Linked DNA regions of Mus musculus: all the other regions are linked to region 4. Evidence: chromatin contacts called from public HiChIP or PLAC-seq and promoter capture Hi-C data. All regions are on one chromosome and are shown on one strand. Each heading gives the region's core, a stretch centred on a gene start, on an enhancer-like site or on the middle of the called end of the contact. The rest is flanking DNA. Distances are from core to core; before and after follow the strand shown. Region 1 holds the start of Crybb3 (crystallin, beta B3). Region 2 has its middle 6.1 kb from the start of Gm22740. Region 3 holds the start of Grk3 (G protein-coupled receptor kinase 3). Region 4 holds the start of Asphd2 (aspartate beta-hydroxylase domain containing 2).

Evidence for each region. Promoter capture Hi-C pulls out the DNA fragments that hold promoters and counts their contacts. HiChIP or PLAC-seq counts read pairs in DNA pulled down with a chosen protein or histone mark.
Region 1: a promoter capture Hi-C map of hippocampal neurons shows a contact between it and region 4, with 4 times the contacts expected there. The contact joins the promoter of Crybb3 here to the promoter of Asphd2 in region 4. A contact is called at or near these places in 11 of 39 promoter capture datasets (the SN4741 cell line, cranial neural crest, embryonic stem cells and 7 more), 5 of 115 datasets of contacts at active chromatin or transcription factors (SST interneurons, embryonic basal ganglia, embryonic forebrain and 2 more) and 3 of 9 other capture datasets (adipose tissue, embryonic stem cells and liver).
Region 2: an H3K4me3 HiChIP or PLAC-seq map of forebrain shows a contact between it and region 4, with 6 times the contacts expected there. The contact joins the enhancer-like site here to the promoter of Asphd2 in region 4. A contact is called at or near these places in 8 of 39 promoter capture datasets (the C10 cell line, cranial neural crest, embryonic stem cells and 5 more), 9 of 115 datasets of contacts at active chromatin or transcription factors (SST interneurons, embryonic basal ganglia, embryonic forebrain and 6 more) and 2 of 9 other capture datasets (liver and pancreatic islet).
Region 3: a contact with region 4 is called in an H3K4me3 HiChIP or PLAC-seq map of embryonic stem cells, with 4 times the contacts expected there. The contact joins the promoter of Grk3 here to the promoter of Asphd2 in region 4. A contact is called at or near these places in 4 of 39 promoter capture datasets (cranial neural crest, embryonic stem cells and second pharyngeal arch cranial neural crest), 1 of 484 Hi-C or Micro-C datasets (embryonic stem cells) and 5 of 115 datasets of contacts at active chromatin or transcription factors (embryonic basal ganglia, embryonic stem cells, forebrain and 1 more).

What each region holds. Positions count from the first base shown.
Region 1 is chr5:113,079,773-113,085,648 of GRCm38.p6, forward strand. Crybb3 (crystallin, beta B3) reads right to left here and starts at 1,812. Exons shown (of 6, transcript NM_021352.3): 1 at 1,784-1,812; 2 at 708-878; 3 at 1-106. The coding sequence starts at 782.
Region 2 is chr5:113,047,551-113,053,028 of GRCm38.p6, forward strand. No RefSeq gene overlaps it. Among named protein-coding and RNA genes, the nearest start is that of Gm22740, 6.1 kb to the left of the region's middle. Within about 2 kb of position 2,516, at least 20 of the 459 cell types and tissues checked have an H3K27ac peak or open chromatin away from gene starts, as enhancers often do. A contact at or near this core is called in forebrain, pancreatic islet and stem cell-derived neural progenitor cells, where this site is marked.
Region 3 is chr5:113,011,235-113,016,928 of GRCm38.p6, forward strand. Grk3 (G protein-coupled receptor kinase 3) reads right to left here and starts at 4,304. Exons shown (of 21, transcript NM_177078.4): 1 at 4,133-4,304. The coding sequence starts at 4,245.
Region 4 is chr5:112,393,452-112,399,073 of GRCm38.p6, forward strand. Asphd2 (aspartate beta-hydroxylase domain containing 2) reads right to left here and starts at 1,322. Exons shown (of 6, transcript NM_001357013.1): 1 at 1,267-1,322; 2 at 334-548; 3 at 9-132.

The sequences.
Region 1 (5,876 bases), core at 562-3,061, 690 kb after region 4:
CTTGGATGGAGCCCACCTTCTCCAACAGGCTGTCGGTGAGGTTGGGACACTCCGCCGAGAGCTCGCATCGCTTGCCCTGGAAGTTCTCTAACTCGTACACCGTCACCTGGATGGACAGAGGTGAGAACCTCAGCCTCTGCAGGGCTCCAAAGTCCACGTCCTTCCACGGAACAGCAGGAAGCCCCTCCACCACCCCCGACCTGCTTCCCGCCCCCATCCCCCCTCGCCGAGGTGAACCACGCAGTCTGCACCGCCCCCTGGTGACCTCAGTGAGCAACTGCAATAATGCCCCGGGTTCCTACTGAAAATCAGCAGGGCAGCCTCAGAAAATTTCCTCAGACTCTATTCCTTCACGCCATCCACGTCGAAGCCTCAGCATGGCTTGGGATGGACAGAGCGAGCGATGTCACACTCCCCCCATCCACCAACCATGCTCAGGCCACCCGCTTTATCACGTGACAATTCTGGGACCGGGGACAACAGGCATCGCTTCCGGTTTTTTTGTTTTTGTTTTTGTTTTTTTGTTTTTTTGTTTTTAAAGATGAAGCTGTCAGCACCCAGAAACACCAAGCAACTCAAGCGAGGTCACACAGGAAAGGCGGAGCTTGAAGCCCACATCCCCCGAAGCCTGGTGCCCGGGAACTCCACTGGGTCAGTTGTAGCCCTCAGCCCTGGGCTCTAGGTCCCATCAAGATCCAGCCAGGTACCTTGTAGCTGCCCCCAAGGCCTCCATGGCTCTTGCCAGCTGCAGCCTGCTCAGGTGCTCCGTGCTGCTCCGCCATCTCTCTGGGGATACTTCTGCCTCAAACTGGAGGAGAACCAGGTCACCAGCTGCGGCCAGCAGGATCAGGGACTGGTGGGTTCCCACCCAAACAGCACTGAGGGCCAAGATCTATAATCAGTCAACAAACACCTCCTGGACACCTGCTTTGGGCCACGCATCTGGGCCAGTCAGTGGGACTGGGGAATCCCAGAGGCCCAGTAATGAAAGACCAGTTTACTGAGAACACAGGGAAGAAAGGACTTAAACTGGATGGCACTCTCCCCCCACCCCACACACACAACCAAATGCTCCCTGTAAAGGGCTGGGTATCTCTATGGGCTCTCTGCAGCCTCAGTGCCCAGGACTGGACCTCAGGACAGCCAGGGTGGACAGCAGACCACAGCAGGCAGGAAAAACAGACGGACTGAGCAGCCATTAAATGGGCCAGGTCTTTGGAAACCATCCCTGACCGTGAAGCTGACTATTGAGTGCTTACCGTGTTCTAGGCTCTCGCATAGTGGACCCTGGAAGTCTCTCTTAGCCTCAGGAGGCAGAGACCTAGGACACAGGTCTGCAGACATTTGCTCGCCAGCAAGGGTGTATGGGCGTGCACACACATGCACTGTCCTGCACAACACCTGTCCCCGACTGACCCGCTCCTCCCTCATGACACACTTGTGTGAGGTCCAGCAGCTTCTGCTCTGTATCTAACCTGCATCATTAGGACATGGGCCTTGGCCCACTTCATGGGGATGACCGGGTATTCCCTTTCTCAGAGCTGCCCACTCCTTGGTCCTCAGCCCACACAAACAATTGGGACCCAGCCTCGTGCTCAGACCCGCAGACAATACAGTTCACCAGCTCTGTCTGTGGCTGGGCCTAGTTGGCAGGCTTGGTTCCTGGAGGTCACCCTCCCTACCCTCGAGTGAGCCAGACAAGGGCCATGCACACCAGAGAGACCCGAGGTTGCACCTTCCTCAACAGTACACTCCCCCCTGCCTCACCCAGTCCAGTACAAACCTGCTTCCAGGACCAGTTGTCTCCAGACTGGCGTGCCTCCAAGGCTGGCCTATTTATGGGCATGTTCTGTTGGCCCAGCACATTACGGGATGCTGAGATAGCATCCTGTCCACCCGATCCTGTCCGGGCCATTTCATCCTAATGGTGTGTCCGGGAAGGCCCCCTAAGGCCAGTCACCTCTTGCACAAGTCTGATGACTTCCTGGGAACCGATGGCCTTTGCTGGCTTTGTGGGATGCTGGCCAGACTACACATGTCAATGATGAGACTGTGTTTGAAAGAGGCCACATCAGTTACTTGGGGGTCATAAAGCTGTTTGCTGTAGGCTCAAATCCTCAAGTCAGCCTACATCCCAATTTCGGATCCTTGGGGTGCCATTTTACAGATTCCACGACTGAGGCAAATCACTGAGTTCTTACGGTCAGAGCTACAAACTGAATTGAGTTTCAGTGTGTGAGTATGCATCGTGTATGTGGCTGAGTGAGCCTGGGTGCACACAGATGCCAGAAGAAGAGGCTGGTGCCCCCGCTTTACCCTGCTTTGCTGTATTCCCTTGAGACAGGGTCCCTCACTGAAAACGGAGCTAGATCCACAGCCAGCCCCAGCAATCTTCCTGTCTCCATCCCCAACCACTGACACAAAGTTTCTCTGTATAGCCCTGGCTGTCCTGGAACGCACTCTATAGACCAGGCTGACCTTGAACTCAGAAATCCACCTGCCTCTGCCTCCCAAGTGCTGGGATTAAAAGCGTGTGTCGTCACTGCCCAGTTCACCACTGGCTTTTCGTGGGGTGCTGGAGATTTGAACTCTGCTCCTTGTGCTTGCACGACCACTTAGCCATCGTCCCAGGCCCATAAACAAATGTACTGGTTAGCACTAAGTCACTGTGGCTAAAATGTCTGACAGAAACAAGGGTGGACAGTTTATTTTGGCTGGCAGTTTTAGACGACTGAAGCCAAGGTTGCTGGTTGCCACATATTTGTAGAGAGTGTCATGACATGGGGCGTGTAGTAGACAAAGTTCTTTGTTTTGAGGCAAGATACCGAAGCAAGGAGACGGACATGGGAAGGGGGCAGGGACAGGACGCTCTGGAGGACCAGACCCCAGCTGCTTCTTCCAGTCAGACCAGCTCCTAAAAGCTCCAGTTTCCAAAAATGGCACTTGCACTTCTGTCTGTCTGGAAGCCAGATGCTCTACGCATGAGATTGTGGGGGACATTCCGTGACAGTACAGGGTTTCTTCTTCCTGTAGCTCAGAGGCTGTATGCTGGCTTAGCACGAGGGAGGCCTGTGTTCCTCCACACAAATCAACCAGCCGCAGATCATCACTGACGGGGGCCAGAGGCAGGAGGATCAGGAATTCAAGAGTAGCCTCCATTGCAGGGTTGACGACAGCCTGAGCTGTCGCGATGAGAGGTCACGTGAGCACAGCACACATCACATGGCTGTCACTTGATTCCATTCCCCCAGGACCTCACCTACCACTGATCACATTAATGGCCACTTCCTGCCACGGGTGATGGAGCCAGTTGTCACTGGCTGGGTGGTGCTGCAGACAGCGTGGCACCCTCTCCACACTGAATCGTCCTGAGCACTGTGACATCTGAGGTTTTCTGTCTGCCATTCCCTAACCCACAGTTCCGAACATCAGCACCACTGCTGTTCAGAGCCACGTGCTCTTAGCAAGGGTAGAATGGGATTTGGAGCGGGGAATCAGGGGCTGTCCTGTGAGGGGCGGGGGTGGGGCTGCTTCTCAACATCTCCACCAAGGCTGTTTACCACAGTGCTGGATAATTAGTTAAGTCATCAGAGAGGAGGAAGTCACAATTAAGAAAATGGCTCCATAAGATTGAGCTGTAGGAAACCTTGTAGGACATTTTCTCAATTAGTAATTGATAGGGGGAGGACCCCACCCATTGTGGGTGAAGCCATCCCTGGACTGGTGGTCCTGGGTTCTATAAGAAAGCAGGCTGAGGGGCTGGAGAGATGGCTCAGTGGTTAAGAGCCCTGACTGCTCTTCTGAAGGTCCTGAGTTCAAATCCCAGCAACCACATGGTGGCTCACAACCATCCATAATGAGATCTGATGCCCTCTTCTGGGGTGTCTGAAGACAGCTACAGTGTACTTACATATAATAATAAATAAATCTTTGGGCAGGAGCGAGCGGGGCTGGAGCGAACAGAGGTCCTGAGTTCAATTCCCAGCAACCACGTGATGGTTCACAACCATCTGTACAACTACAGTGTACTCATATACATAAAATAAATAAATAAATCTTGAAGGAAGGCAGGGAGGGAGGGAGGGAGGGAGGAAGGAAGGAAGGAAGGAAGGAAGGAAGGAAGGAAAGCAGACTAAGCAAGCCATGGAGAGCAAGCCAGTAAGCAATATCCTTCCATGGCCTCTGCATCAGCTCCTGCCTCCAGGTTCCTGCCCTGTGTGAGTTCCTGCCCTCACTGCTTTTGATGATGAACTGTTATATGGAACTGTGAGTGACCAACTTTCCACCCCAATTTTATTTTGATCATGGTGTTTTATCATAGCAATAGTAACCCTAAGATAACCACAATGAGTAGGCTACTGATTAGCTTCTATGGGGGTTAAAATTGATTGTCAACTTGACAGAATCTAGAATCACCCACAGGAGTCGCCTCTGGACACACCTGTGAGGGATTTCCCAGAAAAAGTTAACTGAAGTAAGGAAATCTATTATAATGGTTAGCTTTAAATTTAAGCATGGCAAAACCTAGGCTCTCAATTGAGGGATCATATACTGAGTTGCCCACAGGTACATCTGTAGGAACTGTCTTAATTAAATTAATTGATGTGATGTGGTTTGGATATGTTTGCCCTAAGGAGTGGCACTATTGGGAAACGTAGCAATGTTGGAGTAGGTGTGGCCTTGTTGGAGTGGGTGTGCCAATGTTAGAGTAGGTGTGGCCTTGTTAGAGTGGGTGTGGCAATGTTAGAGTAGGTGTGGCCTTATTGGAGTAGGTGTGGTCTTGTTGGTGAAAGTTTGTTGCTGTGTGAGGTCCTGTGCTCAATCTATGTCCAGTGTGGAAGAGAGCCTCCCCATGGCTGCCTGCAAATCAAGATGTAGAACTCGCAGCTCCTTCAGCACCATGTCTGCCTGCACACTGCCCTGTAATTCCTGCCATGATGGTAATGGACTGAACCTCTGTAACTGTAACCCAGCCCTAGTTAAATGTTTTCCTTTATAAGAGTTGCTTTGGTCATGGTGTCTCTCCAAAGCAATACAACCGGTTCTAAGACCTGTACTAAATGTGGGTGGTACCATTCCCTAGGCAGAGTTTCTTAAGCTGCTGAGGGTTGAAAGACTGAACTGAGCAGGAACAAGCAAAGCTGTCTCCATCTCTCTCTGCTCTAGACCCTGGCTGTGGGCAGCTGAAGTTCCGACGTCCCCGCTGATGGACTGACCCTGGGATTATAAGTCAAATAAATCCTTTCTCTCCAAACTGTTCAATGTCAGTGTTTTATCACAGCAACAGAAATGAAACTAGGACTCCCACCCTTAAAATGGGCTGCCCGGACAGAACGGCATCTAAGGAACAAGTGGTTGCATTTGCCTGACTGCTGCTCTCGGCCATGACGGCCACCGTTCCTCGCTGGAATCAGAACCCAACTTCTTCGGCCTTCTAACACAGACTGCAGACCAGTGGCTTTCCAGTGATCCCCCAGGCCTTCGGCTCCAGACAAGGACCACTGAGGAGGCCAGCGTCACGGCTGAGGAATACCCATCCTCAACTTCTCTGGTGTGAAGACTCCTAATTGTCAGGTTTCCCGGGCCACGTTGTGAAAGCCAACCTAATAAATGACCTTTGAATATACATCCATTTCGCCATTCTTGTCCTCTAGAAAACCCTGAGCATTCCTGAGCAGACTGTTGACCAGCCTCACCAGACATGTTGCCTACTAACATCCCTGGATAGGTTGTTGATTAACATGCCTGGATAGGCTATTGATTAACACGCCTGGATAGGCTGTTGATTAGCATTGTGCTCTAATTAGCCTTAACTGTCAGCCTGAGACAACAGACTCCCATCTGAGAACCAGTTTCTTTTGAGGGGTTGTCCAGCC
Region 2 (5,478 bases), core at 1,266-3,765, 660 kb after region 4:
TACAATCTCAGCAAACAACCCTGCCTGAATTAATGTCCACCACGCTCCACAGCTGTGTACTCCTGGAAAATTGCTACATGTCTGTGGGCCTCTGTGGCCTCATCTGTAAACTTGTAACAACCATGTCAGCTCCCTTAATGGGTGTTACATAGTGTTTAAAACCACACCTAGAGCAGGCTGAGTGAACCTGTACATGCTTGTAAGTCCTGCCCTTGGGAAACTGAAGCAGGAGGATTGTGGCCTGGCCATATAATAAGACTTGTCTAAGTGGTGGTGATGGGGGGGGGGGGGATGATGGAAAGTGGGGGATGAGAAGAAGGAAAGGAGAGAGAGAGAGAGGAAGAAGGAGAAAGGGGGAAGATTTGAGTCTCTGGCTCACGGTGCCTGCTGTAGCTCCTAGTTTGTGTCCTGGCAGGCCCTAAAGATCTCCACATTCCATATTCACTGACAACTCACCTGTCTCGATCTGAACCCAGAGCCCCACTCAAACACAGCCTGTGAGCAACCCTCCACGGCAGGCCCTGTCTCTGCTCCTAGTGTCTCTGCTCCAGTCCTCTATCTCCCTGGGCTACACAGTGGCTGGTTACATAACTCTCCAACAGCCACACTGGGCTCAGTGTTGGTTCTCCAGTCATGGCTCGGTGACTTTAGAAAATGACTAGACATCTCTGTGCACTTTTTCCTTAGTTGTAAGTGGGGATCCAAAAGGCTCAGCGCATCAAATGATCCTATTAACATGCCACCACCGCCACCACCACCGCCACCACCACTACCCAACAGTGCCAGGTAAAGGTGTAAAAACACTGCCTTCAGCAGATGTCATGCCACTGCCAGGTTTGTCCCTTCATGTCATGTCTCAGGCTGGTTCTAGGATGCTGGAAGATATAAGGAGGCTGCCAGGCTCTTTGGACACAATATTGCTGGCCAGGCTCATGGACAGATACAGTGTTTCCATAGAAGTTCACTACACACACACACACTCTGCACAGTCATCTCAGAGGACTTATAGTGCAACCCTAGCTGGATGCTGTGGTCCTTCTTATCTACCTGATCCAGTGAACAACTTCAGGGTAAACCTGTCCAAAATGTTTGTATTCACTATCTTTCTGTTGCTGTGGTAAGATACCATGACCATGGCACTTAGAGACAAAAAGTTTCTCTGGACTTATGATTGCAGAGGGATGAGACCATCTTAGCAGGGAAACATGGCAGCAAACAGCAGAGCAGGCAGCCAAGAACTCACATGCTTAACTCCAACCAGAAAACAAGGAGAGGCAACGAGAAGTAGAGCAAGGTCTTTTAAACTCTTAAAGCCAATCCACAGTGACATACTTCCCCCCAAAGCCCACCCCCTCCCAATGACGTACCCCCCCCACCAAAGCCCACCTCCCAATGAAGCTCTTCTTCCAAAGCCCAGGCCCCAGTGATTTACCTCCTCCAACGCCTAAGTCCCCTTACCCAGTGATGTACTTCACTATCAAGGCCAGGCCACCCAAAGCTCGAGGAACAGTGCTAACTGGGAACCAGCTCTTCAAATGGCCAGGATTGGGGGCGGAGTGGGGGTGCATTTCATTCAAGCCACCTCAATGTTCAGTATGGATGTGACACTTTCCAGGTGGTTTTGACCCAACTGTAGCTGATTAAGAGGGTATGGGGTCTTAGATACAGGACGCCCCATGGGCTCTGATGATATCTGTGCTCCACTGGAGCTGAGAAACTGGGCTTCTCCCTCAGGAGAGGTGTCCTGGCTCCAAATGTCATCATATGTGCTTGACTCTTTTACAACAACACATTTCTTAAATAAAGACTCGAGATCATAGGGATGATCTTCCATAGCTTAGCCATCTATGGTTCCATCAATAGGGGCCACAGAGCCACCAGGCTGAGGCTCAGAGGCTCCTGGGCTGAAGTGAATATAGTTCAAAGACTATGCAGACCCTACCCAGATGCTCTTCTCCCCAGGTGGTCCCCATTCCAGGTGGTTCCCCACCCCAGGTACTCCCTATTCCCAGATGCTCCCACCATAGGTACTTCCTTCCACCCAAAAGTGCTCCCCATTTTAAAGTTCCTACTTGGAGTGCTCCCCACTGTAAAGTTCCCTACCTGGAGTGCTCCCCGATGAGATGGCCTCACCTCAAGTACTCCCTACCTTAGGTGCTCCCCAACCCTATGTGATCCCTGGACCCTGGGATATTGAGGTACCCGCTTGCTTTGTCATCCCCAGAACCCGTACCCCCAAGGACACTGTCCCCTTTTGTGTATTTTGAAATGTGCTTCTCTACTCCCAGCACAGTCTGTAGCAGTAAACAGCATTGGGGTGGGAATTCCTCAAAAGAATTGCAAACCACAGACTCAGTCAGGTGCTCCAACTCCCTCAGTGGGTCAGGTGATGGGGTCCAGGGGGTTGTTTCCTCTCCCTCCTTCCCCATCTTTTATTCCAAGCTTGTTTTGATCCTGTGGTTGCTAAGATACCAGCACTTGGTGGCAGTTTCTGAGAGGCCATGTGGTCCAGTTTGTATGTGCTCCACTCCCTGCAAAAACACAGTAGGGGGCCAAGCTTGGGGTTCAGGCCAGGGCACAGTGGGGACTATGGAATGAGACTGGCAGGTCCCTGAGTGCTGTGATGCTGAGCCCACCAGCAGAGTCTACCCAGTCAGAGTCTACAAGTCTCCCAGCCCTTCTGAGCCTGTCTCCTTCCTCCAAGACACCCACAACACATGCCCAAGGAGTGCAATCTCAAAGAAAGCTGTGTGGATTGGAACATCATATAGTTTCCCATACATCACATCTGAGCCTGGTTTTGTGTGACAGTTACACACACACACACACACACACACACACACATTTCTCTGAACCAGCAAAACTGGTTACAACAGAACACAGTATCTGTGGGAACTCTGTAAACAAAATATCTCAAGCAGAAAGCAGAATAATACACTCTGACTCATCAGCGCATGTAAAAGAGAGGACCACAGAGCATCCTCACATAGGAAGCTCTCTCACCTCCCACACAAGCCCTCAGAGGTCTCACCCTGCACCCTAGTGTCCCAGACACAGGGTGAAGTCTGTTCACATTTCTCACACAGTGGAGGCCAGCCTCGACATCCCATAGCATCCACATGCACTGTCCTCAAGGCCGTGGCACCAGGGGACACCTCACTCTGAATTTGTCCAGAGCTCACCAGTGCATTCCCTGGAAAAGGTGGACGTCTCCGTCCCCCTGGCACCTTCCCAGAGCTGTGTGTGTGTGTGTGTGTGTGTGTGTGTGTGTGTGTGTGTGTGTGTTGCTTTTCTTCTCTGTTGTTTTCTAACAACTTCCTGTATAAATCAAGGCTGAACTCCAGTTCTTTTCATTAAAAACAACCGATGCTGTGGAAACAGTTGAGAGGCCAAATGGGCTGTCCGTGCTACTTCACAGATGCTCCCTGGCTGACAAAGATGCCTGCTCTTCCTCCACAGCCCAGTTCCCACAGTACCCGGTCCATGGCCAAAAGTCTGTGGAGAGAGTCCAAATGAGTAGATGAAAACACAGAAGTAAGTTAGGGGTTAGATGCAGGTGTGGAAGCACATGTGTGTGTGAACAGCCACTTGAGGATGGTGTGTGTGTGTGTGTGTGTGTGTGTGTGTGTGTATACAGCCACATATGAATGGTGTGTGCACATGAATAGCCATATGTAAATGGATGTACATGTGAGCAGCTACATGTGGATGGTGTGTGTGTGTGTTTGTGAGTGTGTATATGTGTGTGAGGAGCCACATGTACATGGTGTGTGCATGTGAGCAGCCATATGTGGATGGTGTGTGTGTGTGTGTGTGTGTGCATGTGTGTGTGCAGCCACATGTGGATGGTGTGTGTGTGTGTGTGTGTATGTGTGTGTGCATGTGTGTGTGCAGCCACATGTGGATGGTGTGTGTGTGTGTGTGTGTGTGTGTGTGCATGTGTGTGTGCAGCCACGTGTGGATGGGTGTGTGCATGTGAACAACCATATGTGGATGTGTGTGTGTGTGTGTGTGTGTGTGTGTGTATGTGTGTGTGTGTGTGTGTATGAGCACCCATGTACCCATGTGTGGACGGGTATGTGTGTGAACAGCCATGTGTGAATGGTGTGTGAAAGAGCTCTACAGAGTTCCTTCTCTTTTTCTCTTTTTACTCTCTCCTTTTGTTTACTCTTTGGGGACTAAACAAACTGGGAACTGGGTCTGGCATCTGCCTTCACTGAGACTTCACTTCAGTAAGGAGAAGGACACGGTCCAAGGAATTAGCCAAAAAGCTACAAAACCACCTGTGTAGGTTTAGAAAGATGGCCCAATGGTTAAGGGCACCAGCTGCTCCTGTAGAGGACCTGGTGTCTGGTCCCAGTACCCACATGGTAGCTTACAACTATCTATAACTCCAGGTCCGGGGAGCGGGGGACGGGGACTGATGCTCTCTTCTGGTCTCTGGGGGCATCAGGCATGCAAAGGCTCACAAGCATACATGAAGAACAAGAATACACATAAAATAATGAAATAATGAGACAGCGTTTTTTTAAAAACCTGGGACCATTGTGCCAGGCCACCGACATCTCTACAAGAAACCTCCAAAAGCTCTGATCCTCACTCTCCATCCCCTCCACCCAATGTCCAGCCAGAGAGGCTGAGATGCAACGTGGGGCAGAGGCTGCAAAGAACCCACGGGCAGCTGGGGAAATGAGCAATCTTCCATCTCTCACTCTGTGGCTCCTGTGTCAGGTGTGAGGCATCCACCGTTGTGTGGAAGCAAATAAGCCAGGTGCTGATGGCTTCTCCAGTGCCTGATGGGAGCCTGCGGGAGTGGCAAAGGCCGCTGCTAAGTGGAACAGACTTCAAATAAAAGCCATTGGCTCCTGGTGGATCTGTCTTTCACACCATGAGCGCATGTGCAAGTGAGACGGTGGGAAGGTAGAGAAACCGAGAGGAGACACAGCGGTCCTAGGACCCCATCCAGCCAAGGTGGAGTGAGTTCCCTGGGGTACAAGTGAAGGCACACCCCACTGTGAGCCCCCAATGATTCCTTCCTACCAAGAATATCTGCACTTGAAATCTGGGGGTAAGGAGGTAAGGAGGGGACGCCTTCACACGTTTGCTCGGCTATGAGCTGTCACATACCTGCTCTGTCTCAGGGGCTGTGTGACACACTGGGGACCCTGGGGTGAGCTAACCAGGGTTCTGTCCAGGTGAAGCTCAAAGTCCAATAGGGAAGCCTGCTATGGGCCAACACAGTTGCGGGGGGAGGGGCTGATGAGCTGATGGTGGGGGTCTGGTGAGGGTAGATGAATCAGGGTCGATGTGGGCAGATAGAAAGCCCCTATCTGGAGCTGGAGGAAGGAAAGACAGAGGGGCGGGGAAGATGGCTGAGCGAGGGATGCCAGAACGTCTGACTTCCAAGAGAAACATTTTTGAAGGATGTTAACATGTCACTAGCCAACCCAAGAGCTAAGAATGTCACCAAATATCACC
Region 3 (5,694 bases), core at 3,054-5,553, 620 kb after region 4:
CCTCTGAGGAAAAATGAGAATGCTGTGCCCACCTGCTGTAGCTACCGTGGCAACACTTGATGGTGCCCAGACCTGGCAAAGGAGATGTTCCCAGTAATGTTGGTCCCTAAGTCATGATGTAGCAAATAACTTTGCTTTGTCTGGGTTCTAGGGGTCTCCAGGAGAAAAACTTCCCATTGCTTCCAATCTCACTTCTACCCCTTGACATCCATCCACCACCCATCTGCTGACAGAGACTCTCGCTGCATCTCCCTCCAGCCTTGACATCCCTCCCTGAGTTTTATGGCTGTCTTTCAAGGGAGTCTGGCGAAGCTTCATGAGAGTTCTGAGCAAGTGCTTCAAAAGGCTGTCTCTAAGAACAGATAGATCATCGAATCGGGGACTGCCTGTACTTCAAAGACACACTCGCGCTCGCGGGGCTCTGATTTAAAGCATCTCACAGTGTTCCACCGGGCAGGTCCTTGTCTCAAATTGGTTGCTCCAGAATATCCGTTTCCAAGAACCCCCAGCTGCAAGCAGCCCTTGCTTGCCTCTCCAAGCCACTGGCACAAATTAACTGAGACCAGGAATGAGCTAATAATGGAAATGTCAGTACAAATTTGCCTTTCCCATTTGTGTCCCTTCCTCCCCTTAGAATGACTCCTGTCACAAACAAAACACCTTCTTCCCAGGCTCTTTGGGTTGGTTTGTGGCTCTGTGGATGGGAAGCTTGCGGAGAGCCACCACCTTGCTCCTTCCCATCCCTCGAAGCCCTTACAGCCCTTATCCCATTCTTCCATGTTTGGTTGTGTGCACAGAACAAAGCCAGGGGGAAGTCCTAAAGGTTGAACAAGGAAGGCTCTCTCCAGTGACCACAGCGTGAAAGGGCAGATGGCCACACCCTTTCCAGGTCGGTCACAGGAGTAGCCTGACACACAGGAGTCATGAACAGCCTTGACACTTAAGCGTTGCCAAGCCTGGACAACTGATTCACAAGTCACGAGAAAGCACTTCACAACCATAATGTGTTCCACGAATACAGAACCAGAGAGTGCAAACGATGCCTGCCCAGGTCCACCCCCCAAGTCTCTCCTATCAGACGACTCTCCGGATAAGCTATACAGTGCATCAGTACTTCCCCATACCAGCTTCTGAGAAATGGGTCCAGAATGGCTACCAATTTAGGGTCAGAAACAATAAACAGGCAGGGGAGATGGCTTAAGAAGTAAACCAAGGGTGTGAGTCCCTGAGACCGATCCCTGGAACCCACAGAAGAATGGACAAGGTAGTATTTGTCTGTAATTTCAGTGTTACTGTTACAGCAAGATGGCAGATAGGGACAGGAAAAAGCCAGAAGCGTGTGGGTCAACTGTTCCATTCATGAACAAGACGTCCCAGCATAAACAAGACATGACTCAGACAAGCTGGGCAGTGTGGACCGATGGCCACAGTTGTCCTTTAATTTCTACACATCCTAGGCAAACCCATGGCTCAAGCTGTGTTCTTTCTGCTCCCGCAGTTATTGGCCTGAATGATTGACAAGAGCTGTCTCCCAGTGGAAAGCCCAACACTGTTAGCATCCACTAAACAGAATGGGTCTCAGGGGAACACGTGACCTTCAACCCAACTCCCTTCAGCCATGTGTGACTTCAAGTCAACTCAGTAACATTGTGTTCGAGAAAGGTTATCAGAGAAATGGACCCAGTGCGAAGAGCTGTCTTAGCCATGGCGGGACTTAGAAACGGACTCCCTGGGCCTTCGCCCATGAGTTAGACCCAGTTTCATCAGAACCACGGTCTACAAAGCCAGTTCATTCTCATCCCCACAGCAGACAAAGGACACAGTATATAAACACCCTGGCTAATGGGGCTGCAAGGGTCATGGCCCCCACCTTCAATGGGCCCCATTATCAGCTCCATCAGCTCAACAAATGTTTGGGTGGACTAAAGAGATGTGATTTGACCGCCTTCAGAGGATTTACACCCACCGGCCTGTTAATTGAATCATGTGTCAATGTAACAAAACATTTGCTTCTTGCCTCCTCACGGGAGGCTAAGTCTTCCCTTGTGCCTGATGTTCCAGGAAGAGAGGCTGGACCGGAAGACCTGTCTTGTTGTAATGAGTGAGATACGGTCGTCTGTTGAAGACTGGGAAGAGGCGAAGTCACCGAGAGAAGGAAGCACAAAAAAGACTGGGGGTGACCAGATAATTAGTTAGAAATTAAAAAAAAAAATCAATAGTGAACGACCAAGGGGCAAGTTCAAATGCACCATCCCCTCTTCCAACAGCCAAGTCCTTACAAGGAACCAGGATCGTCTGTGGTTGAGTTGTTGGTTATTGCTTGGGGGCTGAAGCCACTGAGACAAACAGGCAACAGACTAGACTCCTGGAGCGGGGGACAGATGGTCTAATTCAAGAGTCTACCTGAAAAAACAGCTACAGAACAGCGGTCCTCAAAGGACCCCACCCTAACTTGATGCTCCCTTAGACGTTCCTCAACCTCAGGACTCACAGGCTCAGCCACACCACATCTCCTTTGAAACAAAGTATCACCAAAGACCTTGTCAAAGCAGAGGGGTATTGTACAGAGAAGTGAGGGCCTTGGGCGCTAGGGTGTGCAGCCAAGAGCAAGCAAGCATGCACAGAGCAGCCCAGCTAGGTTAAAAACACCAAGAAAAAAAATGATGATGAGCGGACAGACATTCCTAATTTTAGTCATCTTATATACTCCCTCTCCCATAAAGCTCCCTATGAGTTGTGATTTGTTGGTTTTATATATAGAAACCATACATAGTTAAGATTCCCTGCCCCTCACAGGGTGGGGGCAGAGGGAAGGGAAGAGAGAATGGAATGAAGCTTTTTCATGTCCCCCTTCCCAATGGGGAAAGTTTTCTACTGAAGCTTGCTTGGTTGTGACTTGGGGAGCCCTGGGTCTGGTCCCTCCCACTTACTGAAGATTTCAATCAAGTCCTGTTTTCAGTGAGTCTCAGACAGGCTGAACTCCAGGAAGGCAAGCACTGTCCAGTCCACCCAAGTGTCCCCTTGTGCCTGCTCCACTCCGCAAGGAGCAACACACCCCCCAAAAAAAACAGCGAAGGGCCAAGGCTTGCAAGGGAAGGCAAGCCAAAAATACCCAGCCAGCGCAGCTGTGTGTACAGTGTGACTCTTCCTAGCAAACACGGCACGGGGATTTGATGTTTCCTGGATCACGGGGCTCACAAACACGATCGGGAAAAAAAATAATAATCTGACCATTGTTCGGTATTGAAAGGTTCTCTGAGGGCTATGCATACTGCTAAGGAGACAGACGGTTTACCTGGCGTGTGTGAAGCCCTGGGTCCCATCTCCAGGACCTCAAAAAATTAGACGAGTAAATGTGTATATTTTCTCTCACATGAAGGTAGGTAACACTGCCGCCACATGGGCGTGTCACGCTTGACCATTTGAAAGGGGATGCAGCTTTGGTTTAGAGCCTTACAGAATTGCATGGTTCAGGGGTGGCTGTAAAGTCCGAGCCAATTTTTTCATCAACTCAAGGAAGCCACACCAGCTAAGCAACTGGCAGTGGGGTCAATTAAGAAGTGACACACAGCCCCACTCTGGAACACCGCCTAGAACTCCCCGGGACAAGTACAGCTCTAAGAGGCCATCACACCTCAGAAAAATCAATAATAAATCAGTCGTGATATTAAGAGCAACTTGGCAGCGAGCGGCCAGCCGGAGCCGGTGCAGCGGGAACCTCCAGTCTTGCAAGACCAGGCTAGGCTCAAGTGGCTCTCCTGTCATCCTTCCCAGAAAGGGCAGGCCGCCAGGGGTCCAAGTTGAGGAAAGTGGCTCAGGTAATGGCGCTGGTGACAGAACTGAGAACTCAAGGTCTACTTACTACTGCAAGGGGCCAGAGGACAGGGGCAGGGGGGCTGAGAGACAGACAGCCCTGCAACCAGCCTGGGACAGCGGGACGGAGGGGACTGGCGGGCGGACCAGAAAAGGAGGGAGAGGACCAGAGGGGACAAGAGGGGACTGGAGGGAACTGGCGGGGGAGGGGGGGGAGGGGGAAGGTGAGGGAGAGGACCAGGAGGGATCCGGAAGGGACCTGAGAGGGAGGGAAAGAACCGAAGGAGACTGGATAGGGCGGAGAGGGCCAGAGCAGTACCTGGGCTCCGGCAGGACGACCTTCTTGCTGGCGCGCGCGGCCGGCGCCGTCTTGCTCTTCTCCATGGCCATCAGGTAGCTGACGTCGGCCAGCACGGCCTCCAGGTCCGCCATGGCGGCTCCGCAGCTCCCGCCGCCCCGACGGGGCCACGGCGCGCCCGACGCGCGACCCCGACGCGGACCCCGACGCACCGCCCCTTCCGCGGCTCCGCGCCCCAGCCCGGCGCGCCCCCAACCGTCCGCGGCCACGCGCTCCTGACCCAGCCTCTCAGGCACCAGGGACTTCCTCTCCCTCCTCCTCTCCCTCTCCCTCCTCCTCTCTTCTCTCTCCTCTCCTCCTTTTCCTCTCTTTCTCACCCTTAGCTCTCTAAGCACAGTCCAGATGCCCAGTACTGAGTGGACACTCCAGGAGGTCTCCAATAGCACACTGTCCTGGAGAGGACGCTTCAAGAGGTATCCTGGAGTAGTCCCACCTGCTCTTTCGAATGATTGCCAAATAGAGGTCAGAGCTACAGCAGGGGGTGTCTCCAGCCATTAGCCCCACCCTAGACCTCCCTCTGAGAACCAAGCCAAGAGACACCAGCATAGAAGAGAAAGTTGCTTGGCTCCCGCCATGCAGGGTGAAGTGGGGTGAGAGTCCTGCCCTGGAGCAGCGCTGTCCCAGGGGACCCAGTTGATGGAAGCACTCTAGGTTCAAGGTCATAACTGGCTTGCATTCAGGTGAAAGGCCTCAGGGTGTGTGTCCAGTTGGGGGGCGGGGGGGTTAAGGTATCCTAGCTTCTGCAGGCTCTCTACCAACTCAAGAACCACAAGAGGAAGTGCCCCTATGAGAGTGCAGAGCCTCCTGGGTTTTCAGGGAAGTGGAAGGGCTGAGACTTGATTCTGGGCAGTAGGGAATTCCCAACCCTGCCTAGGTCACTATTTCATTTCTCTGCAGCTGGGCACAGGGGTCCACATTCAAAATCCATGTGGTACCTGTTAAGGGATCAGGAAATCTGCAGACATCATAAGCTTGCAGGGCCTTTATCCAAATTGCCATACATCACTGTGAACCCGGGATTGGCCAGGGTTAGAGTGAACTGTTGGGGGTTTACAGTCACGTTTTTTGATTAGTTCTCCTGCTTTTGTTTTCTGTCTATTCTGTTTCCCAAAGGACTAGTTTTACCAGAAGTTTCTCAATCCCCAAGGCACAGTATTTAGAGGGACTAGAAAAGGTATAGGTGGGAAGGGGTGGGAACATCCTGAAGGAGTTGGGTCTGCCACAGACAGCCCACATCACCGCTATAGTGCCCACTGTATAATGGGGCAGAGACAGGGAGAGCCAAGCCTTCAGTTGAATTTGCCAGTTCCATTCACTTTTTCACCCAAATATGGGAGCATAGATGCCTTGTCTACCCAGTGAGGAGAGAGGGGTAAGTTCCCCCCAAAACACATTGCTCCTTCATGTCTGAATATTGTTTCTTCCAAAATGTTGTTGTTGTTTTTTTTAATCATCTGGGATCCTCAGATGATCAGATAACAAATAACCCTCCCACCTTCCCCATTTTTGATTGATTGATTGAT
Region 4 (5,622 bases), core at 72-2,571:
ACTCTCACCTGGTGTTCATAGACTCTGAGGAAACTGTAACTCCAAAACTGCTTTCATCAGCCAGGTTTCTTCGGATGTCCTGAGCCCCAGTCAGTGGTAATAACTGACTCAAGAAACCGAGTTCCCACCAACCTGCTCATGTCAAAAGCAGATGGATAGGATACCTCTCCACTGCCAGCCCTTCCCCTCCTCAGAACAGCCTTGCTTGCTCCGGACAAAGCAAACAAGAGCCCTCCCTTAGACAGAGCAGTAAACATTCAGCAAGGAGAGAGCCTAACCTCTCCACATGACCAAATCCAGCACTAAGAGAAGGAGCTGGGACCTGCCACTCACTTGAGTTCCAGGAGGCTGGCGGCCCCTTCGCCCAGGGAGGGACACACAAGTCCAGAGCTGATTTGTGACAAGAGAACAAACTCTGGTTTTGGTAGAGTGTGTGGCATCAGGATAATAGGTAGACACACACACTTCTGGCTCTCTTCACAGATCAGTTCCCATCAGGAACGGGCATCATGCAGCCCCGAACCTCAGATCTCAAAGATCAGCCGGCTCTGGGGAATAAAGGACAAATTCAAGTCCGATCAAAGATAACTTCTGACGTGAGGAATGCCTGGGGAGACAGTCTCCACTTGACCCAGTTAACCCGGATCAGATGACCAGCTCAGGAAGCTTTCTGATGACAAAGAGACCGGGTCACCCTGAGGTGAAGCCAGGCGACCCCGAACCCCCCCCCCCCCCCGCAAGGTACAGCACACCACAGGAGAGGATAGGGGGTAGCTGTGTTGCTTGCTATCCTCTCTACCAGGGGGCGCAGAGAACTGTCCGGAGACAAGCCCTCCCCTCTAGGGACCTTCCTCCTCACAGTCTCCCGCCAGTGTCACAGGCCCTGGAGAGAGTACGACAGAAGAGGTCAGAAAGATGCGTTAACGCAGGTAGTCAGGGGAAGAGATGGTGAGGTGAGGGTTACCTGGAAAAGTGGGAAGGAGGTTTAGGGCGCGTGACAATTCTCGGGACAGGGAGGTGGGTCAAAGTGGGTGATGCTGAGGAGGATGGGGGATCAGGGGAAAAGGCGAAGGAGGAAGCTGGAAAGAGAGAAAGAGGGGGAGGAGAAAAGGTGGGGGTGATGCTGCGCTGCGCGGTCCAGCTCGAGAGGCACTCAGCACGCAGCCGGTGCTAGGCGACCGCGGGCCCTGGGCCGGCCCGGGATGCAGGCGCGGGCGCCCCTAGCATCGTCCTCCTCTGCCCCGCAGCCCTGGAGACCCCGCTTACCTGCGCGGGCGGCTGCGGGGACCCGGGCGACGCCACTGCCCCAGGGACGCGGCCGCCCCCTGCCGCGCCCGCAGCCGCCGCCCGGCCGGAGCCGCGAGCCCCGCCGAGCCGGTGCCGCCCGCGCTGCGCTCCGCCACCCCGAGGACCACAACTCCCACAATGCCGCGCGCGCCTGGCGGCGGGGAGGGGGCGGCGGGGCGGGGCGGGACCCCCGGCGCATGCATCTGCCGCGCGTACCCGCGGGGGGCTCCGCGCGTCCCGCCCCACCGAGCATCGGGTGCGCGCATCAGGTCCGGGGGCTTCGCCTATCAGACGCCTTTGTTCCTCCCTCCCTCCCTCCTGCATCCCCTCCGCTCGGTCCTCCCTTCCGCATCTCCTCCCCTTGGTGTCCTTCCCCTCGCCCCTCTTGCCTGTGATGAATCCCACACACACTTCTGAGGCCCCGCGGACACGTGGGATGAAATTGCAAATGGAACAGCCTGGAAGATCCGCGGCTCCCGGCCCCGCCTGGGCGCTGCTGACTGGAGCTGTTGCAGACCTGGCGCCTGCCCACAGGGAGGCCCAGTCTAGCTAGCCACGGCCAGTTCTGCCCAGTTCACTGGAGGGAAAGGGGCTGCTCAGCCTGGCCTAGGGACACCGCGCTGCGAGCGCCCAGGGAAGCGTGGGCTCCTTGGAACAGTGCATGGGCGTTCTGGGAGCGTGGGGTGGGATGCCAGCCCACAGCCCATCTGTGTCTGTCCTCGAACCTACTGCTTCCAATCCCAGCATGCATCTTTGTCCTGGCCTAGAATCCTCATTTTTGTCCAGGATAAAATCACCTCGGGTCTGTCCCAGAAGCCCCCTGCCCTTCACCCAAGCTCGCACTTATACAGTTGGTGATAGAGAACCCACTTGCTTCACCCAGGACCCCTGTTTCCTGACTCAGAACCCACTCCATGCCCTGGAGTCTCCATCTTAGTCCCTTAAGCCCTTGTTACAATTCCAGGAGTAGAATAGCATCCCCCCCCCCCCCCACCACCACTTTTTATTTTAATACAGTGACTCAAAACGCGTCATTGGTTCAGCAAGGTTCTTTTGCGGGGACGCCACCAAGACACCTGACAGAAACCAATGGAGGTGGGAAAGCTCACCTGGGCTCACAGGTCAAAAGTTTTCAGTCCGTTATGGCAGAAAACGCATGGAGGGATGCTACACTTGTAAGCGTGTGATCTAGGCTCAGGAAATTGGGGCAAAACCAGGGTCAGTCTGTCCTTCAAAACCCACCTCTCCCGCCTACTTCCTGCAACCAGACCCACCTCCCGTTGTAAACTCCAGGGCCTCCACAATCGGTGCCATAGGCCGAGAACAAATGATCAGACCATGAATATGTCTTACATAGATTGAGAGCCTGTAAAATGCACTAAGGACGGTTGCCGATCCCGGGCTGACGACGGAGGGCTGAAGGCAACCCTGCTCCTTCTGAGTAACTGCTCTGAGTGGCTAGAGAAAGCATGCAGCTCGTGTCCTGCTTCACATTTAGCAAGTTGCCCAAATTTAGCCTCATCCACGGCCCTTATGCATAAAGAACACCGTCTTTCACACGGTCTTCCGTATGCGTTCCATTCCCAGACTACACCATCTGCAGTGCATTACGAATTAATCCTGTCGACGAACCTTGTAATTATCTGTGACCACTGTGATTACAGGGTTCCATGTTTGTTAAGCGTGTTTATTTGTTCGGCGGCCAGATTACAGACACGGCTCTGCTAACCTCTCTGGCCATTTCAGTTCTTTTAAATTGCTGAGAGTCTCAGAAGATGATAATCACTCCAATCTCTGTCGAGCTTCTAACGGCCTTAGTAGGTGAGTTCTGCCAGAAAAGAGTGTCCAGGACTTGCAGAGGGAACTCTGGGTGAGAGCCGAGGACACACTGCCACTATGTCACCAGAAGGGCAGAGACTAGGACTCGGTGAGTCTAAATTGCCTGCCTTTAGCCCAGCTGCCATGGTACTCTCCTCCCTCTTGTCTTGTTGAGGGCGGCCATTGCAGCCCACTGCAGGCTGCACACCCCATCATTATACCACCGTATGAGCTTGCAGGCCACCCAACTTCTTCTTTCTTCAGATGCTGTGTGTGTGGTGTGTATGTGTGTGCATGTGTGCATTTGTGTATTGTATATGTGTGTATGTATGTATGTGTGTGTATGTATGTGTATATGTGTGCATGTATGTGTGTGCATGTGTGTATATGTATGTGTGGTGTGTGTATGTGTGATGTGTATATGAATATGTGTGCATGTATGTGTGTGTATGTGTTTAGTGTATGTATGTGTGGTGTGTTTATATGTTTATGTAGTATGTATGTATGTATGTGTGTGTGGTGTGTATGTGCATGTGTGTGTGAAGGACTTGGAATGGAGAGCAGAGGGAGCTCCTGCATTTCCTACAGTGTCTAAGTAAACTTGTTTTTAGATAGAGTTTTGCTCTGTAGCCCAAGGCTACAGCTCGGGCTGTCAGGCATGGATGGTGGCACAAGCTCTTATGCCCTGAGCCATCTCACCCTGTAACCATAAATAGATAGAAAACAATTTTGGCAAAATTCAACACCTAAAAACTCAGAGCAAAGTAGAAGTGAAAAAAAAATGACTGTGAGCATGTGTGTGTGTGCATGCATGTATGTGTGCACGCCTAAGCATGCATGTGTGCATGTGTATTCATGTGTGCACATGTGTGTGGGTAAGTGCATGCCTGAGTGTGCATGTATGTGTGTGAGTGCATGCCTGAGAGTACATGAGTGCATGTGTGTGTGTGCGCACATGTGTGCATGCATGTGTGTGTGCCTGCGTGCGTGAAGAGAGAGACCCAGGTCTCAACATAACATATTTTTCTGATAGTGGCTGGAAGTTAGGAAAGTTTAACATCCCTTGCTCTGGATGCATTTTCAAAGTAGGGTATATGTTCATGAACTTTCCTTGCATTTTTTACATAGAAAAAAAAATCAAGGCAGTGAGCTTTCAAAGAGAGAAAAACAAAATTCACCAAGAGAAAAAATGGCTGCACAAGTCAGAGACAAAAGGCATCAGTCTAGAAAGATCTTCAAAGTGTCATGTCTGTAACTTCATGAGGCTGAGGTAGGAGGATTGCCACAGGTTTAATGTTAGCCTATAATATATATCTGAGTTAGAACAAATTTTGTATTGGTGTGTACTGCAGTGCAAATAATAAAATATGTAGTAATATTAATAACAAGAATATTGTGTGAGACTGATCAATACAAATTCAGATTGTTAGTTATTGCCAAGCAATAAGAGAGGCAGAGGTAGCATATTTGGGGTGCAAGGGCTGAGGAGGCAGCTCACCAAATAAGTGTGCCTACTATACAAGCATGATCTGAGTTCAGATCCCCAGAAGTCACATGGGAGCCTAGGCATGGCTGTGTGTGAGCCTGTGAACTCAATGTTGCAGGGACAGAGACAAGAGTATCACTGGGGCTCTCTGGCAATCAGCCTAACTGCAGCTTTAGAGGGAGACCCTGCCTCAAGGCAGAGAGAGACTCCTCTGCCCTTCATGATAGTGCACACACATGTATTCACACATGTGCACACCCACATACCCACATGTACACACACATGCACACATACATGCATGTACATATGTACATACAGACACATATATATGCATGTATACACATGCACACATATACACATATGTACACATACATATACACATGTACACACACACACATTCATGCACATTCACACATGCACTCTTAAAAAGTATCAAAGCCAAGGCAGGAGAAATGGCTCAATGGTTAAAAGTACTGGCTGTCCCTGCAGAGGACCTGGATCCAATTCCCAACTCCCACATGGCAGCTCACTTGTAACTTCAGTTCCAGGGGATCTGACACCCTCTTTTGGCCTCCCATGGGTACCAAGCACGCATGTGGTGCACATACAGACATGCAGGTAAACATTCATACACACAAATAGCTACAACTTTAAAAAGCTTTTAAAAATACCAAACTCATGAAGCAAAATGTTAAGATTTGATAAAGTTGAGCCGTGATGTGGTTTCTTTGATTTTTCTCTCTGAATGGTTGAAATATCACCATTAATGAAGAACGTTAAACTTGACTAGGGAGAGTGAGTGTCTGAAACTTTGGGTTGTGGTTTTCTAATGTGACGTGAGTGATCTGAAGCACAGGAGTAGTCACTTTAGTGTAGTTCAACTTGGGGTCACAGTTTCAACTTTGGGGGTTTCTATGGATTTCCTCTGAGGAGCTGCTTTCGGTTGGCTTTATTTACCATTGTGTGTTTGTGTGCATATTTGTGTGTGTGTGTGTCTGTGTGTGTGTCTATGTGTGATGGTTAATGTTACC